4 separate regions of the Mus musculus genome follow, and regions 2, 3 and 4 are each linked to region 1. Evidence: chromatin contacts called from public promoter capture Hi-C data. All regions are on one chromosome and are shown on one strand. The core of a region is the stretch at or near the end of the contact, and the rest is flanking DNA. Distances in the headings are between cores, read along the strand shown. Region 1 holds the start of Scaf4 (SR-related CTD-associated factor 4). Region 2 overlaps Tiam1 (T cell lymphoma invasion and metastasis 1). Region 3 has its middle 21 kb from the start of Gm52239. Region 4 has its middle 15 kb from the start of Gm36169.

What was found. Promoter capture Hi-C pulls out the DNA fragments that hold promoters and counts their contacts.
Region 2: a promoter capture Hi-C map of the HPC-7 cell line shows a contact between it and region 1. The contact joins the enhancer-like site here to the promoter of Scaf4 in region 1. A contact is called at or near these places in 4 of 39 promoter capture datasets (the C10 cell line, the HPC-7 cell line, embryonic stem cells and 1 more), 2 of 484 Hi-C or Micro-C datasets (B cells and pre-B cells) and 2 of 9 other capture datasets (adipose tissue and liver).
Region 3: a contact with region 1 is called in a promoter capture Hi-C map of liver, with 4 times the contacts expected there. The contact joins the enhancer-like site here to the promoter of Scaf4 in region 1. A contact is called at or near these places in 7 of 39 promoter capture datasets (the C10 cell line, the HPC-7 cell line, hematopoietic stem and progenitor cells and 3 more), 1 of 115 datasets of contacts at active chromatin or transcription factors (craniofacial prominence) and 1 of 9 other capture datasets (adipose tissue).
Region 4: a promoter capture Hi-C map of hippocampal neurons shows a contact between it and region 1, with 2.9 times the contacts expected there. The contact joins the enhancer-like site here to the promoter of Scaf4 in region 1. A contact is called at or near these places in 11 of 39 promoter capture datasets (the 3T3-L1 cell line, 3T3-L1-derived adipocytes, the C10 cell line and 7 more) and 9 of 115 datasets of contacts at active chromatin or transcription factors (T-cell acute lymphoblastic leukemia, VIP interneurons, craniofacial prominence and 6 more).

The regions. Positions count from the first base shown.
Region 1 is chr16:90,283,215-90,287,839 of GRCm38.p6, forward strand. Scaf4 (SR-related CTD-associated factor 4) reads right to left here and starts at 1,289. Exons shown (of 20, transcript NM_178923.4): 1 at 789-1,289. The coding sequence starts at 818.
Region 2 is chr16:89,888,605-89,893,201 of GRCm38.p6, forward strand. All of the region lies in intron 4 of Tiam1 (T cell lymphoma invasion and metastasis 1), which reads right to left. Among named protein-coding and RNA genes, the nearest start is that of Tiam1, 70 kb to the right of the region's middle. Within about 2 kb of position 1,682, at least 28 of the 459 cell types and tissues checked have an H3K27ac peak or open chromatin away from gene starts, as enhancers often do. A contact at or near this core is called in the HPC-7 cell line, where this site is marked.
Region 3 is chr16:89,771,168-89,775,377 of GRCm38.p6, forward strand. No RefSeq gene overlaps it. Among named protein-coding and RNA genes, the nearest start is that of Gm52239, 21 kb to the right of the region's middle. Within about 2 kb of position 2,839, at least 66 of the 459 cell types and tissues checked have an H3K27ac peak or open chromatin away from gene starts, as enhancers often do. A contact at or near this core is called in hippocampal neurons and liver, where this site is marked.
Region 4 is chr16:90,690,502-90,694,677 of GRCm38.p6, forward strand. No RefSeq gene overlaps it. Among named protein-coding and RNA genes, the nearest start is that of Gm36169, 15 kb to the left of the region's middle. Within about 2 kb of position 2,455, at least 56 of the 459 cell types and tissues checked have an H3K27ac peak or open chromatin away from gene starts, as enhancers often do. A contact at or near this core is called in 3T3-L1-derived adipocytes, VIP interneurons, forebrain and 1 more, where this site is marked.

The DNA of each region.
Region 1 (4,625 bases), core at 39-2,538:
TTATGCCCCTAAGCAGCACATGGAACGATCAGAGATACAACTAGAGAGCTTTAAGGCGGCAGGCAGCTTTGTTCCCGGTTTGGGGAGGTTTTCACATGTAAATGTCCCTGAGGAAGGGAGCTGAGGATTAAGTACCCCGAGAGGGCGGTGCGAGGGTGAGCAGGTGGAGACCCAAGCAGCCTTACTAGCGGACTAAATGGGGCGTACACTTTGCTCTCCCATTCAACTTTTTAGGTGTCACGATGTACAGAAAGGGCACGTTCTAGATAGAAAGGCCAAGGGAACTACCGCTCTATGTTCATTTGTGAGCGTGTCAATCCAGGAGGTGGGAGGGCAGACACCCTCTCTAAGTCTCCGCCAACCGGGATCAGAGTCCAGCGGCCGCCGCGCAGCGCCGCGGCCTGAGCAACAGGAGAACCCAGGCGGCTGCTACGCCGGCCCCGGGACTCGCGGGAACTCCCGCCCCTGAGTCGGCCGAGCGCTCCGTTGCAGCCCCTGGCGGGATCCCGGCCCCGTAAAGCCGATAACGGGGCCGGGAGCAGCATAAGGGCCACGTTGAAGAAGCGGGAGTCGGCACAGGCCGGAAGGGGGCGAAGGGGCACTGGCGGGGGAGGGGCGCGGGGTCAGCCCCCGGCGGTGGCCGCGACCTCTCCCCGGCTCCAGGCCCGCTGCCCCGGAACCGGGGCAGGAAGCGTCCCCGCCCGGACTCGGTGCTCGAAAGCCCTCGGGCAGCGAGAGAAGCGGCCCCGGCGTGGCCCGCACCAGCCCTAACCCCAAGCACTCCTCACCTCCTGGTTGAAGGCGTTGACGGCGTCCATGTTCGCGCGCGTTGCGGCGGCGGCTGCGGCTGCTCCGGGCCCGCCGGTCACCTAGACCTGGAGCGGCGGCTGAGTAGGGCCGGGTGCCGGCAGGGCCCTTGGGCGTGGAGGGGGAGGAGGACGGGAGGCGACGAGCGGCGGAGGCCGAGCAGGAAGGGGCTGCGGCCGAGGCGGCGAGGCTGGGCCGGTCGAGCGCAGGCAGAGGCGGCGGGCCCCTGCTCAGTCCCGTGCGCCGGAGGAGGGATGGGAGGCGGCGGCAGCGCGGGGCTCCAACATGTCCGTTTGGCGGCGGCGGCTGCGCTCTGCGTCGCGCTGACACGGCCCCCCGCGCCCTCCCTCACGCACTGGCCCACACTGGCCCGGCCGGCGAGCGGGCGGGCCTCTCTGTCTCTCTCCTCTCTTTCGCCAGCAGGATGGCGGCAGCGACCCGAGTGCACGCCGCGCGAAGCACCCTGGGACAGCTCGGGCCTCCAAGCGCTTCCTGAGCCCGGCTCCGCCCCGCTCGTGCTTGGCTCCGCCCACGCCCCGCCCCTCCGCGCCCCACCGGCGCCGAGCCGCTAGCGTGTGACCGCGCGTTGTCGCGCGCTTTCCCGCCGGTTGCGGCTGCGGAGAGTTCCCGTCTTCTGGGCTCAGGATCCGGACGACGGCTCCCGGGGTGCATTGTGTCCGGGCAGGACTGCGCCCTGCTGCTGCGACAAACAAAGCGCGGAGGGTGAGCGTCTGCAGTCTCCAAGTCCCCTGCTTCGACTTGCGTGCGGACCTGGTGGACGCCCTGAGCAACTTCCGAGGACTGGGCTCCTGAACCCCTAACGCTAATCTCCCCAAACCCCGTTGGGTCGCTCTCGGCAGAAGTGTGTTCTGATTCACTTGAGTTCTCACCGCCTGCCGCGCGCTGCGACCGCTGTCTGTTGGGTGTGTGAAAAATGAAAGTTTTTCTGTAGAAACCTCACTTTTGTGGAGCATGAGTATAAAAGCTAGAAGGCCTGACTCGTACTGGAAGTTGGGGACTACTTCCCGTAGAAAAGGGCGAGCATCCTAAAAGAATTCGAGAAAGGAGGGGCCCTCTGGACCTTGCGCGCTGTGCTATCACCTCTCCTTGGAGGACAACCGGCTGGTACTTAGGGAAAGCAACTGGCCCTACCGAGACCAGATCCTAGCAGAGTTAGGATTTTGTTCTTAAGGGGGCATCATGCAGGTTGACATCCTGCAAAGTATGCATGCGGAAGAAAGTGGGGCCAGGAACAGCATGGCTTCGGGCCCTGGAGATGATGAGGCTGAAGGTATCAGGCACTGGAGGAAAGACAGAATGGTGTTCCGGAGGGAAGATGCACACTGCTTCTTGAAGGACATGAGTGCTGGGTTTGCGTCAACTTGGTAATAATTTAAGGAAGGAATGAGTTTGAGGGCGTAATGGCTAATCTTTGTCAATGCCTATGAACAGTGTCCTCATTTAAGTCAGCCTAGTTCAGTTAACCACCATGCCCAAGTTTATCTGGCTAGACGGTTATCTTTTCGGGCTCTAGCCATCTGAGCTGTCCCTGGGATAGTTAACTGAGGGCTTTTGCGATATGGGTAAAGTCCAGGAAAATGGCTGAGAGGAGGTAGATACCTGGGATTCAATACTGCACAGCTAACAGGAGCTGAAAAGTCAGACAGACAAGGAGCAGAGGTGTTTAAGAACAAGGTGTTTGGCCCAGCATGGTGGCACACGCCTTTAATCCCAGTACTGGGGAGGCAGAGGCAGGTGGATTTCTGAGTTCGAGACCAGCCAGGGCTATACAGAGAAACCCTGTCTCGGAAAAAAAAAAGAAAAAGAAAAATCTCAGCCCTAACCAAGGCTGTGGGTTCAACTCCGACAGGGTAAGGATCAGGAAATGCCTCTCCATAGGATAGCTGTGGTTAACAAGAATTAATAGTAGGGCTGGTGAGATGGCTCAGTGGGTAAGAGCACCCGACTGCTCTTCCGAAGGTCAGGAGTTCAAATCCCAGCAACCACATGGTGGCTCACAACCATCCATAACGAGATCTGACTCCCTCTTCTGGAGTGTCTGAGGACAGCTACAGTGTACTTACATATAATAAATAAATAAATAAATCTTAAAAAAAAAAAAAAGAATTAATAGTAAAGTTCAAAGTAACCATAGAGAGGACCCTGAATATATCATCCACACAGAGAAGTAATAAGACAGTCGGTGGTGGCACACACCTTAAATCCATTGCTCTGGGATTAGAGGCAGGTGGATCTCAGAGATCAAGGCCAGCCTGGTCTACAGAGCAAATTCTAGAACAGAAAAAAAACAAAACAAAACCCTCGATTAAAAGACATACATAAATAAATAAATAATACAAAATTGCTTTAATGGCTGTCTCACCCTGAGCTAACCATTACTCATTGTTTTTGTTTGTTTTGTTTTGTTTTTCGAGACAGAGTTTCTCTGTGTAGCCCTGGCTGTCCTGGAACTCACTCTGTAGACCAGGCTGGCCTCGAACTCAGAAATTCGTCTGCCTCTGCCTCCCTAGTGCTGGGATTAAAGGTGTGCGCCACCATGCCCGGCTATAGTACACTTTCTGTTCCACACTGTACCCGGTAAATACGTCTATTACATAGCAATTAAAAATTAAATCACTGCTCAGTGGTTAAGAGCACAGACTGCTCTTCCGAAGGTCCTGAGTTCAAATCCCAGCAACCACAACCATCCATAATGAGATCTGATGCCCTCTTCTGGGGTGTCTGAAGACAGCTACAGTGTACTTACATATAATAAATAAATAAATCTTTTTTTTAAAAAAGTGCTGAGGATGTCGGTTTAGTATCCAGAAACTTATCTTACACATTGGTCAGCGTGCTGAGGACAAACCCCAAACAATGCTCGGGATAGAAGGCGAAGGCAGGAAAAGAGAGATTGACAAGCAAGTTGAGAAGATATCTGGGACTCTGGGATAAGGGAACAGTTTGTATGAAGGTGAAAGAAGCATGCTCACTTGTTTGCTGTATTCTTGGCTGAATCCTGTATCAGTCATTTTTTGTTTTTTTATTAAATCCTGTGAGCACCGGCACCCTCCTGCCAAAGCACGCATTACGTGGTAGGTAGAGGACAGTCGCCAAGCAGTTCTCTCCTTCTTAGGGGCAGAACCCAGGATAACATTGAACAGTGCCATCTTGCCAGTCTTCTTGTTTATTCTTCGAAAAGATTCCATCCATTACGGGCTGCCCTTAATGTGAAGCTGATGCGTAGTTGCCTGGTCCTCCTGCCACCCCTCTCCCACATGGGCCACCTCAAGTGATTTTAGTTTATTTCTTGTTGCTTTGATCAACTCCTTGACAAGAGACTTTTTTTTTTTTTGTATTGTTATTTTCATTGTCGTTTTTTTTTTTTTCAAGAGAAACAAACAGGGTTTCTCTGGGTGTAGCCCTGGCTGTACTGGAATTTGATCTGTAGACCAGGCTGTCCTCAAACTCAAGAGATCTGCCCATCTCTGCTTCCAGAACACGGAGACTAAAGGCATCCATCACCACTGCCCAGCTGAAAAGAAGTGACTTAGGAAGGATTTATTTTGGCTTAGAGCAGTGGTCTTCAGCCTTCCTGATGTTTCCACCCTTTTTAAAGACCCTTTACTACAGTTCCTCAGGGTGTGCCGACCCTCAACCATAAAATTATTTTTGTTGCTACTTCATAACTAATTTTTTGCCACTGTTATGAATCATAATGTAAATAACTGTTTTCTGATGGTTTTAGGTGACCCCTGTGGAAAGGTTCATTGTCCCCCCCTCCCCCAAAAGAGGTTGAGACATACAGGTTAAAAGCC
Region 2 (4,597 bases), core at 432-2,931, 390 kb before region 1:
TGCTCATGCCAGCTGAAGCTGTAACAATGGTACAGGTTGTGTGTGTTCAGCTCTGAGATGGTCACCAAACTGAGGAGACTGCTCCAGGTAGGAAACCTGTGGCAACTGATGTATGAACGTGGGCCCCAGGTCAGCTCACATACTTCTGCAGCACATGGCTTAGTGTCATGGCTGGGGAGTGTCCTTAGATCTGCCCAAGACGTTACCACCTCATCCCAGAAGTAGGTGACTGGGCTGAGCAGTGCACATTCCCCCCATGTGTGACCTAACCCATTGGGAAAGAGATGTCAGCTGCCCTGCTCCAACCTCTACTTAGTCGGGAAGCCCGGGCTCTCCTGGATGCCCTAAAGCCCGTCCTCGAGCACAGATGGTGACGGGTGGATCCAGCCAGAGACATTGTTCCATGTGCTTCTCTCTGTGACACGCATGTTCTTTTGGTCATTGTTTTTGGAAGGGCTCCTCTCGTCTTTCTCAGGCCTAGGCAGTTCAAGACCGAGAAACCCAATTCTTGCCACAAGGAGAAGCCCCTAGCAACCTCAGGGCTCATCCAAACAGCAAGCAGTAGTGAAGACTGATGCCAGGAAGTAATGGAGGCCCGATCCTCCCCGCCTAACTAAGCATCTCAGCAGCCTGACTCTTCTACCCTACTTAGTCAGGTGCTAAACTTTAAATTAAAAATTCAGAGTAGAGCTGGGGCGGGGGCGGGGGGAGCTGGCTCAGAGGTTAAAGTGCTTGTCCTGCAAGCGTGAGGATCAGAGTTCAAGACCCAGCAACCTTCATAAATGCCAAGTGGGAGAAGTGCTCACTTGGAATACCAGACACACACACCATAAATGTGCACATATGCAAAAACATGCATATTCCCACATATGTGTTCTCACTTCCATCCATATGTGTATACCATACACACACACACACACATTCTTTTGGTTCTCACCAAAGGCTCACTGGCAGGAATCCTGAGCCGGTCACACGGCAAGCAAGTCCTCAACCACAGAGCCTCTAGCTACTACACCTATGTCTACTTAAGAAAGCACTCCATGAGATCCTAAGCAACAGAAATAACCCAGGAATGGTGCCTCAGACATGCTCAGCACCCTGTACCAGCACAAAAATGTTCACTGTAATTGCCATCTTCACCACCTGAGCCCTTACTTACATGGGATAAAAGGCACGGCCTGGCCATAGCTACAAGCTTCCTGTAACAACATGGAGGGGAGCTTGACTCTTAGGAATCTGGCACAAACAAGATCTCATGAGAAAAACACGCAGGCAGATCAGCGGGAGCTTGAAAGGCTAGCGATGCTTTAAAATCATCTTTGCACTCGAAACGGCACGGCAAATAAGAAAATGCTGACATCATCCTCACTGAATTAGCAGCTATTGGGCACTGCTGATAATTATCACTACTAACTTGCTAGAAATAGGAGACGGGCTCTCTTCCCTTCCCCTCCTCACTCAAGGCAGCTGGTTGCTCCGTGGATTTCTGAGTTTCCAACAGCCATTCCTCCTCCAAGGAGCCCCCGTGGGAGTGACTCACAACTTCTCTCAATACCAACCCCTGGAACTGAGATTCTCAGTTGCTGAAAAGGGGATGCAGTACGGGGTAGTCAATGCTGGCAGCACTGCCTCAGGTAACTCCTGATTAGAGAGTGCTCCACCTCCGCCTGGCATGAGTCACCCCCAGCCCTTCCTCTGCTCCTCTCTGGATGTGTGGCCACCTCAGAGTCAGCCTTCCTCCCTCTACTTCCTATACCACCTACCCAGTCCTCTTCTTCCCTTGCTAGCTCACATCCACATCGGAAGGGGCTTCCTTCCACATTACAGGGCCACACACCATGGCCAGATAAGCTTTCCCAGAACAACAGGAAGGCTTACCAGCGCCTGCCACTCAAGACCCTGCATAAACGTCCAGTGTCCGCACTTGGGCTTTGGCTGAACTTCGATGCCCCTTCAAGAGCATGGTTCCTACAGCCCTCTCTTCTGGGAATATACATGTTCCTCGTTTTCTACAGCCACATACCTTCCCTATCCCTCCTGTGGTTGCCATGCCAACTCCTCAGCACCATCTCTGCTTGCCCTAACAGCCCTCCTGCAGCCACACTGGGCTCCTTGCCTCTCCTGGAATGTGCCAGGCAGCCTCCCATCTTACAACTCAATAGCCAGCTCTCTCCTCTCCTTCGAGCCCCAAGTCTGACCTTCCTCGAGGTCACACCCTGACCTCCCAATCTGAAGTTGCCTGCCTGCTGTATACCCCAGCTCCGGGCCACCCCAGGCCTGCTTCTATAGCACAGCGCTTACTATTGCACTTTCTTGTCTGTGCCACAAACACCCCCGTTTCACCACAACTCCCTCCACGAGCTCTGGAGTTTTTGTCAACGCATCCCGAGTGCCAAGAATAGCGCCTGGCATGGGGTAAGCTCTTCAAAAATAATTACTGAATGAACTAACGGCTGCTCATTTCCCATCCCTATCTCAAAAAAAGGAAAACATCGTGGAAAAACATGGGAGTTTGATGTAAAGGTTTAGTCACTGCCAAGCTTCCTGAGGCTCTGCTGGGGTTGCGATGGCGAAGTCTTCGCTGTAAAGCTTACGTCTGCAACTTGGAGCAGCTCTGGGCATCTTCTGGGGAGACCACCACAATTCATTTGAGTTTTTTATCTAATTTTTTAAAGAGCTTATATAAATGAAGGGGAAACTGGGTTATCTCAGGGTCCCAGCTCTCGTGCCGGTGGGTGGTCCAACATCAACTGTGCTCAGTTGAAGAATGAAAAGTGAGTCAGTTTTTGAGTTCTGCAGACTGTGTCAGACCCTTGTAGCAGGCTGGCCTCATGGCCACAACCAACAAGGCCTTATAACATCCCGGATGCTGCTCATGATTGCAGCCCTTTGCCTGGCTAGGCTATACAATCACACCTCACACATTATGGTGACGCAAATTGAACTGAGGGGCACATATGACTTTGCACAAGGTTGAACTTTCCCAACCTCTTTTAATAAAAATAAGTTGCAATCCAGGAATGGCTCTGGGATCCCTAGGATACCTTTGGGGGTGGGTCCCTGCAGGGGTGGGTCCCTGCAGCTCTTCCTCTGCCAGTGCCCTGTGCAGAGGCTGCATCCTACATAGTACAGCCAAGTGGCACCCTGTGAAGGGGTGAGAATCAGAGGGGAGACAAGGATGCCCTACAGTGGACCAGAAGTCACAGAACCAGACACACATACCAAACAGAACCTCTCATCCACACAGCCATGTGTAATTTCAGATAATAAAAAACCTAAATATAAGCTGGGCATGGTGGCACACACCTTTAATCCCAGCACTTGGGAGGCAGAGGCAGGCGGATTTCTGAGTTCGAGGCCAGCCAGGGCTACAGAGAAACCCTGTCTCGAACCCTCCCACCCACCCCCCAAAAAAAACCCCTAAATATAGAGATTTACATGAATGTGAAATGGGACTATTCTTAATTTAAGATGAATTAATGAGCATTTCTTACATTTCCATTTCAACTCCTAAAGGAATGATTATTCAAGATGCAGCTCACATGAACAAACAGAGGCTCCTTGGTGTCTACAATATTTCTGAAGTGCACAAAGTGGACTGAGGAGTGCTGCTGTCAGCCAATCCCCCAACTAACTGCCCACCTACCGCCCGCCTCCTCCAAAAAGATCTTGGCAAAAAAGTCAGACATCCTTGTTGGAAATGAAAGGGCTTGTTTTCAAAACAAGTATCTCAGGCAGAATTTACATGCCAAAAAAAGTGAGAAAGAGACAGAAGTATGAAAACAAACAGACAGACAGACAACAAACAAACTGACAAACAAACAAACACTATAGGTACAAGGAGGAAGGGGGAGTTTAAAAAATAGATTCTATATGAAAATATTTTGTTTCATGAAGCATTAATGTAAGAAATTGTTTTAAAGTGTTCCTTTAAAAGAGATCTATTTTATTTTGAAAGCCTGTTTGCCTGAGTGTGTATGTGTGTACCATGTGTATGCAGTATCACACTAAGGCCAGAAGCAGGTATCAGATTCCCTGAAACTGGAATTTCAGTTGGGGGTGAGTAGCTTTTCTTGTGCTGGAAACTGAACCCAGGTCCTCAGCAAGAAAAGCCAGTGCTCTCAACTGCAGGGCCAGCTCTCTAGCATTTATCAAAAGAACTCTTAACCAGGCATCCCTAAATGGATTTAGGGAACCCGTGAACCCCAAAGATGATATACAGAAGAGTGATCCATGTGTTTATATCTGAACAAAGTGCAAGCAAGGTTTTTAGCTGTTCTCAAAGTGCCTAGGACATGGGTAAAGACTCATTGACCTATGGGGGTCAATTATCAGCTCAGGCAGTACACTTATTTCGAAGTCATTTAAGTTAAGTGGCCTAACAAAACAAACTTTTTAAAATCAAAATGATTTTTCAAGGAACTCAGGACCCTGTTTGGATTTAATACTAGGCTCTCTATCCTAGTAAGACCATCAACCTTATTATTCGCTGGTCAAGGGAAACCAGGGACAGCTTTTAGAATTTTCCTAGTCATCTAATTTGGAATGGGCAGCACTAATTTCCTTCTTAATTGATAAGGTGATTTTTTTTTTCTTC
Region 3 (4,210 bases), core at 1,589-4,088, 510 kb before region 1:
GACCCCAACCCATCCCAAAATGTATCTAAGACCCTACCCAGAAGGAAGAAAGACGTGAGAATGACTCCATCTCAGATCATCTGAGAGCTTCTGTCATACAAGAGCTGTAGCACTTCCTGGGGAAGAGAGTTCTCTCCTGCCGGGTGGCTCCTAGCTTCTGTACCTCGCCTGCTCACCATCTTGGCAGTCAGAGCGGTGGTCACCATTCTGCTCCCTGCTCAAGTGCCAGCCAGTCAGCTGCTGTAGCAGTGTCTTGCAGCTCTAGAGTAGCCGCAGAAGATCTGACTCCCCTCTCCCCCTCAAAGACTGTAACTCCTTGAACACTCCAGTAAGGCCAGAGCCCCCAAGATCTCCAGTTACACTGGCAGAGAGGAAGGAGGCTCGATTGAGGCCTCTATAAGATCCACCTGTAAGGCATCTTCTTAATTAGTGGTTAACAAGGAGGCCCAGCCCATTGTATAGCTGAACTGGTGCTCCCAGGTTCTATAAGAAAGCAGGCTGAGCGAGCCATGGGGAGCAAGCCAGTAAGCAGCAGTCTTGCATGGCCTCTGCATCAGCTCCTGCCTCCGGGTTCCTGCTCTGTGTGAGTTCCCGTCCTGATTTCTTTAGTGGTGAACATCAATGTGGAAGTGTAAGCCAAATAAACCCTTTCCTCCTCAACTTGCTTTTTGGTCATGGTGTTTTGTCACAGCAGTAGAAACCATAACTACAACAGTAGTTTTGCTTCACTTGCCTGCCTGCTATAGGAACCCATGCGGCCCAGGCTGGCTTTAAACTCCTCCTACCTCCATCTCCCAAGTTTTTGGATTACAACTGGGCACCACCATGTCCGGCCCTCTGGACTGTTTTTGTTGTTGTTGTTGTTGTTTTGGTTTTGGGTTTTTTTCCTCTGAGGCTACTGGAGAAGCTGTTTCTCAGCACCTAAAGTGGAAAGAGCCTAGGGCCCAGGAACTGTGAGCTCTGTAAGACCTGGTGATGGTGAATTAGAGGCCAGGAAGCTTGGCTCAACACCCTACCTAATAAGTGATGAGAGGCAGGATGGTTTGGTGATGAGATTATTGCTGCCCTGGAAATGAAATTCTGTCCCAGGTACATACCCACTCACCTGCCATGTCTACTTCAGGGAGACGCCCCCACAGGAGCCCCAAACAGACTCCAATTCACAGACTCTTAATTTACAAAGTTCCAATATCACTTGCTGAAAGTGGTGCCTATGAAGTAATAACTTCATTGGCAAGATGTCATTTGTCAAAACTAGTAACACAAATATTGTTCCTCAAAATTGTCCCACAGCGAATGAATGACATTTCTAAAGTAGGTAACTTTACTAAAACTCCTGTATTTCCACTACTCCCAGAATAGGACACACACATATGAACTCACAACACACATGAACTCACAACATACAAATTCACAACACACACACAAATGAACTCACAACACACATATGAATTCACAACACACACACAAATGAACTCACAACACACATATGAGTTCACAACACACAACACAAATTTACAACATACATATACACACAAACTCACAATACCCACATTGTAGGAAGCCAACTCTAAGATGGCGCAGGTTTCTGGTGTGCCGTTGTCATAAACAACATCAGCGCAGGTGTAAACCAGAGATTGGCGCCAACCCCTCCCGAGCAGGTGCATGCTAATTAGGCATCGACAGACTGACCAATCCCAGGAGGACACGAAGCCTTTCCCTGTGCTGGGGTGCATATAAGCAGACCTCCCTGGGTTCCCGGGGTCCCCGTAGCAGCATCAAGGTGTTCCTGCAATAAAGGCTGTTGAGAAGAATCCGACCGTGTTGTGTCTTCCTTGCCGGCCGAGGTGGGCGCGACACCACATGAACTCACAGCACACACAGGAACTCACAACACACACTCACAAATGTATGCATCCGCTGGCTGAGCTCTCTTTCCCACACCACAGGCAGCATCTTTCACGTGAGGACGCCGATTCCCATGCCCCTCATCAGCATCTTTCATGTGAGGATGCCCGCTCCCATGCGGTCCATTAGCATCCACACCGTCCTCACCAGCTTGTCAGTTCTCTCTGGCGCTTGGTGCGGTCCATACCAGAGTCACAGCTTTTCTAAATGTGACAGCACCACGGTGAACTCTGGGTCAAAACTGGAGATGCAATTCCCCAGCGTCATCCAACCTCACCTCATGCGCCCCCTACTCCGTGCCCTTTCACCAAATCATCTTAAAGGATTCCTCTGCACACGCCAGTGGAGCCCACCCCTGACGGGCACCCAGCCCCGTCCTCAGCATCACCATCCTGTTCACTTACTTCACGGATGCAGCTAATTGCTCAATCTCGGGGCATAGGTCTACGTCTCCAATCCTTGGGGCGAGTGTTAGGACTGGAAATAGAGATGAGCAGACGCTACCCTGAGAGTTCCGTCGATGCGTGTGCTGTCAATCACCAGAGACTTGCTCCTCAATACTTATTTTATGTATATGGGTGCTTTGCCTGCAGATCTGTCTGTGCACCGTGTGCATGCTGTGCTTGAAGAACCCAGAATGTACCATCGTCCTCAGAACTGGAGTGACAGTCTATTGCCAACCACCAAGCCGGTGCTGGAAAACGAACCTGGGTCCTCTGGAAGAGCGTTGAGTGCTCCTAAACCCTGAGCCGTCTTCCCAGCACCTACCCTAAAGCTGAACCCTAGACAAGCCCAACTGCGCAGGTATGTGAGCCCAGACAGACGCTTCTTTAGAGTGAGAGGGAAAAAGGGAATTGCAGCCTGGATCCTTCCAAGTTCTAAATACGATGCGGCACTTCGTGGATCCATCACGAGGGGGCACCAGAGAGGCGTCCTCGCGCACAATTTGGAGGGACCTGCCTGAAGCCAACCGGGTTATGTTGGACCAAAGCAAAGGGGCAGGGGTGGGGAGAGGCAGAACACGATCCTCTCACTCCCTCCAAAATCAGGCAAATCCATGGTTCGTCCAGTTATAGCAGCAGCAGCCAACTCGTGAGGATCCCTAAAACTTCCTTACTGCATTAAAGCAAACACCAGTGCCGAGCACTTCGCTGCCAGGGTTTCAGTTAAACGATGGATTTTCGAGGGAAATTGAATCCAACTGGCACATTACAATCAACTGCATGCCTTTAAACACAGCGACGTTCCCATCTTAACCCAAAGCAAGAGGCTCCAGGACCACCTTGGGGGCGGGGGCAGATTCCCGCCAAAGTCTGATGCTTCTTGCTCTGTTGGCTCTCTCAGCACTGGACCCTCGCTGCCTAATTGCTAAGCTAGCTTCAGTTCTTCACCGGCAGAGAAATCTAGGACTATCCTACAGATCTCCACCAGGGGGCAGGCAGGGTTCACGTAGTTGTTTGGGAGAAAGGCTTCCCACGCAGCATGCTGTTATCCATCCTACACGGATAAACCCGTAAAAGAAACACTAACTTAGCCTTCTTAGAGACTAGAAATTCCCTTTGTTGTTTGAAAGAAGCCGGGTTCGCATATAACAGGCAGGTCCTGTTATAGCCAATGGAAGCACGTTCTGGTTTGATATGCGCATTTGCTGAGCGGTATTGTATCTCTGGGTGGTCTTCCTCCATCACTGCCGGCAAAAGCCTCCATTTCTTTGTGTGTGTGTGTTTTGGTTTGGTTTTGGTTTTTCGAAACAGGGTTTCTCTGTATAGCTCTGGCTGGCCTGGAACTCACTTTGTAGACCAGGCTGGCCTCGAACTCAGAAATCCACCTGCCTCTGCTTCCCGAGTGCTGGGATTAAAGGCGTGTGCCACCATGCCCGGCTAAGCTTCCATTTCTTACGAGCCCTTTTTCTCTCCTCTCATTTGAAGATAGGGGTATTGGGCACATGCATCGACTGGATAGTTGAAGAGAGATGAATGAAAGATGAGAACAAGGAGTTTTGAAATGCATGATATGGATGCCAGAGAGAGAGAGGGAGAGAGAGCGAGAGAGAGGAAGAGAGAGAGAGGGAGAGAGAGAGAGAGGGCTCCTTTGCGTTGTCAATATCAAAATGGTCAAATGTATTGGAACCCACTTCTTCAGCAAATGCTTAGGGACTTTATTGTGAAGAACACTCAAGAAAACTATTTATAAACACTAGGAAATATGTCTCAAGGGGATGTTTTATGGCTACAGGGTAATTTGAATCTGCTGAAGAAGGATGCCTTTTTGGGTACATTCTGAAGAATGCTAAAGAATAACT
Region 4 (4,176 bases), core at 1,205-3,704, 410 kb after region 1:
GGAGAATGCTTCCCACGGTTTTCCTTCAAAGTTGGCCACACAGACGCACAGAAGCTGCTGTTACTTCAAGCAGCTTGTCTGATGGAGTTGTATATAAGAAAGGCATTTCAGGGCACTAAAGTGTGTGCATTAGTGCGTTTTCTAACTTTAGTTTTTCACAAATGGAGAACCAAACAAACAACCAAAAAAACAAAAAAACCACCCAAGATGCTCCTGATCATTATCCCATAATGTTAATGATATTACTGACAATATCCGACTTCCGATTAGATGGACAGTGGGAAGACTTTGTGAATGAGAGGAAAACAGCCACATCGATTCCTTAAGTGGTTGTCCAGTGGCTTCAAGGAGTCCCTGGGGACACTACTGCCTTTCACATTCATGCACTTCAATCTTTTTTTTTTTTTAAAGATTTATTTATTTATTATATGTAAGTATACTGTAGCTGTCTTCAGACACACCAGAAGAGGGAGTCAGATCTTGTTACAGATGGTTGTGAGCCACCATGTGGTTGCTGGGATTTGAACTCTGGACCTTCGGAAGAACAGTCGGGTGCTCTTACCCACTGAGCCATCTCACCAGCCCTGCACTTCAATCTTTATGATCTTTTTCTCACAGCTACAGAAAGGCTGCCACTGCCCTAACTACCGTCTTCATGTGAGAAGACAACATTTTACCAAAAAAAGAAAGGAGAAAACCTGAAAGTAAGGCTTAGCAAAATTAACATTTACATAGTGCAATGATGTTATGAATAATTCTTTTTTTTGTCAGTGAATTTTGTTCTTTCACGCTTTCATACACGTTCACTCAGTACCTCTTACCTCTTCAGCTCCCCTCTAGCCCCATCAGTGCCACACACACACACACACACACACACACACTCCTCCCTATAAATCTCTTTCTCCTAGTCACTGGTTCTGGTTTCATGTCTCACAGAGTTTAGTATGGTGGTCAGTGTGGTCCTGAGTTTGCAACTAGCCAGCAGAGCCTGGTGCACATTGGACACCATGCTTCCCCCTTTCCCAGACTGTTGGTTAATAACAGCGCAGCAGTGTGTGGCAGAGCCGTATCTTCCATTGTGAAGAGTCCCTATCTTCAATTTCTTCTTGGGGCACAGATGGAGTCCTTGGATGATAGTGTAACAGCTGCTTGCAGGCACACCCAGAGGAGTTCCTTCCGGGAACCAAGTATTAAGTGTTATTGGCTTTTTACTTTTTATCTTTTCTCATGAAAAGGGGGGAGCCAAGAACAGGGAGAAGGATATTTTACTTGAGATTAAGTTGAAATCATTTATGCAATGTTTGATTCCCAGAGACAGCTTTCCAGTTGGCCTAAAAAAAAATTCTTCAGAGGCTACATAAATAAGGTTACCTTAAATCCTTCAGAGGCTGGCTCACCCCAATAAGGTTAGATAAAAATATAAAAGCCGGGGCTGGAGAGATGGATCGACGGTTAGGAATGGTTGTGGAATATCCAGACTCTGCTCCGATTACCCACGTAGTGGCCCACAGCCACCTGTACCTCCAGCACCAGGGGATCTAATGTCGTCTTCTTTCCTCTGTGGGAACCGGGCACAAATGTGTTGCACATACGTATGTGTAGGCAAAACTAATACTCATACAGTAAAACTCATACAATAGGACTGAGTAAATCTTTGTGTTAACTTTGGTAGCACATAGACTAAAACTTGGAACCATCCAGAAAATAGCCTGTCCTCTATGCAAAGATGCTGCAAAAATCCATAGAGCATTCCATGAGAAAGAGACGGACAGACAGACAGACAGACTGTAATCATTCTCAGCCATGGACAGAACACTGAAGAACCCAGGGTTGTGGTAGGCACCCACAGTACCAAGTACTTAGCAGGCTGAGGCAGGAGCATGGCCTAAACCTCCTGGATTCAGGATAGTCTGCCCAAAACACCATCTCAAAAACAAGGGTTGGAAAGATAGCTTGACAGTTCAAACCCTGTACTTCTCTTGCAACGGATCATTGTCTGGTTCACAGCATCATGTCCGAAGACTCATGTCTGCTCATAACTTCATCTCCAGGGGCATCTGGCACCCTTGTCAGTCTTCCAGGGGTACCCCTCATTCACACATACACACCCCCACATAAACACTCACAATTAAAAATCAAAACAAAATCTCTGCATGTTAAAACACAACAAAAAAAAAGTCAAATTAGAAAGTAGAATCCCATCGCTAAGACCTTTTAAAGCTGTCCTGTGGGTTATTCATAAGACTCTCACTGTGAAAGGCTCCCAGGACAGGGCTGGCACTGCCTGGCATGTGGGAGCCACCTTGAAATAGAAATGAGATCTTTGACTGAGTCACCAGAGGCTTTTAAAATATTCTGGCCCCAAAAGAGCCACACAGAGAAAGAATACAGGCTGGGACACAGCCCAGCTGGAGTCTGCCCTCGGGGTTGGCATTTGTTGCTGCTGCTATTAGAAGAGGAAGAAGGCAGGAGCTCCAGAGAGCCCTCTGTGGAAGGGAAGCTCTGCGGGCCGGGCACAGCAGTGACATGCTGAGGGCACTTTCCTGAGGAGAAAATATTCAGTGCTTTCAAAGAGAACTACAGTGTGAGCTGACTGAAAGGGACTCTCGGGTTAGTCCCACTGTGCCTCCCGAGCCACGGACTTGGGCTTCTTTTTGACAATGCGCAAAGAAAGGAAGCCGCAGCTGGGGAAATGAACGTCTGTAACGGTGCCAGAGCTGTGGTCCAGCTGTTTGGGGACCTGTGAGAAAAAAAGAGGCCCCGGTCTGTGGGAAGCACGCAGAGATGTCTATGCCACCATGGCGAGATGTGGAGAGAAATGAGCCAGTACTGTGCCTACATGGGAATTAAATTGTCCCCCAAAATCCATCGGGTGACACCTGGTCCGCAGCGTGACGGCACTAAGAGATCTGCCCTTTGGGAGGTGATTGTGCTGAAAAATAGAGCCCTCCGAAGGCTCTGTGTCCTTGTGAGAGCCTGGAAGACTACAGTTTGACCTGCCATCATGGCGGCCACAGTAAGGCAACGTCTTCCATGAATCAGGAAGTGGGCGCACACCAGATACTGAATCTTCCACCATTTGGATATTGCACTTCCAGCCTCTAGAGCAGAGAGAAACAATTTTTGCTGTTGTTTATAAGCCCCCCAGCCTATGGTGGTGTGTCTTAATAGCAGCCCAAAAGGATTAAGACAGGGACCTTGGGCAAAGCCAAAGAATAGAAAGAGATGGTTTCACCACCTGTAACATGATGACCGCAAGGGCATATGGGTACTTGTGAGGGTTAAGTAAGACTTGAGTGTACAGTAAATGTTTGCTTCTGTCCTCTTTGCTCCAGGAACCCAATCCTGTCTGTAAGTGGTCTGTACACACTCCATATGCAAGTAGATAGGACGAAGTACCATCCGAGATGCTTGGAAATGCCATTCGTTATTAGGTTTCTTTTTTAATTGTGTAGTCAAGACAATGTGCATTATCACTTTTCAGTGAACTGCCACAACAAAGTATATTTACACCCGTCTTCCTTGGATTTATTTATTGTTCAAGTTCTTCTCGAAGCTGCTGTAATACCCAGAATTTCGAACTCTTAGTCATGGTTCAGTTCCGGATGTAGCTCGCTTGGCACAGTGCTTGCCTAGTAATTCAGTACGGTGCCCAGTACTGTACTAACTAGGCATAGTGGGACATCCTTGTAAGCCCAGCACTTAGGAGATAGAGGCAGGAAAATCAGGGGTTCAATGCCATTGTTGACTATACAGCAAGTTCCAGGCCACCTTGAGCTACATAAAACCTATTTAAAATAAACACCGGACGCCGAAGCTTTGCATGGCTCTTCTGGGAAGCTTGACATATGCCCATTAAATATTTAGACTTTTCTTTCTTTTTATTTTTTAAATGGAGGCCTGTCATGTTGCTAAAAATGTAGTCCTGTTCCTTATGCAATAATCCCTTGAAGCCACACTTAAACACTGCAGCTGTATTTGACTTTTGAATAGTCCACCGTTAGATACACGTCTAGCCAGAGCTTCATGACCCAACACTGTTGTTCTCAAAGTTCCTGCACACAGCATTTATCTGTTCACTGTTTTTATACGCAGTTTTGTGGCTCTGAAGATTAAGCATAGAGATAATTGGGTTTGGGTTTAGGTAAATAGTTTGGTATGATTGTCTTGAAAGTA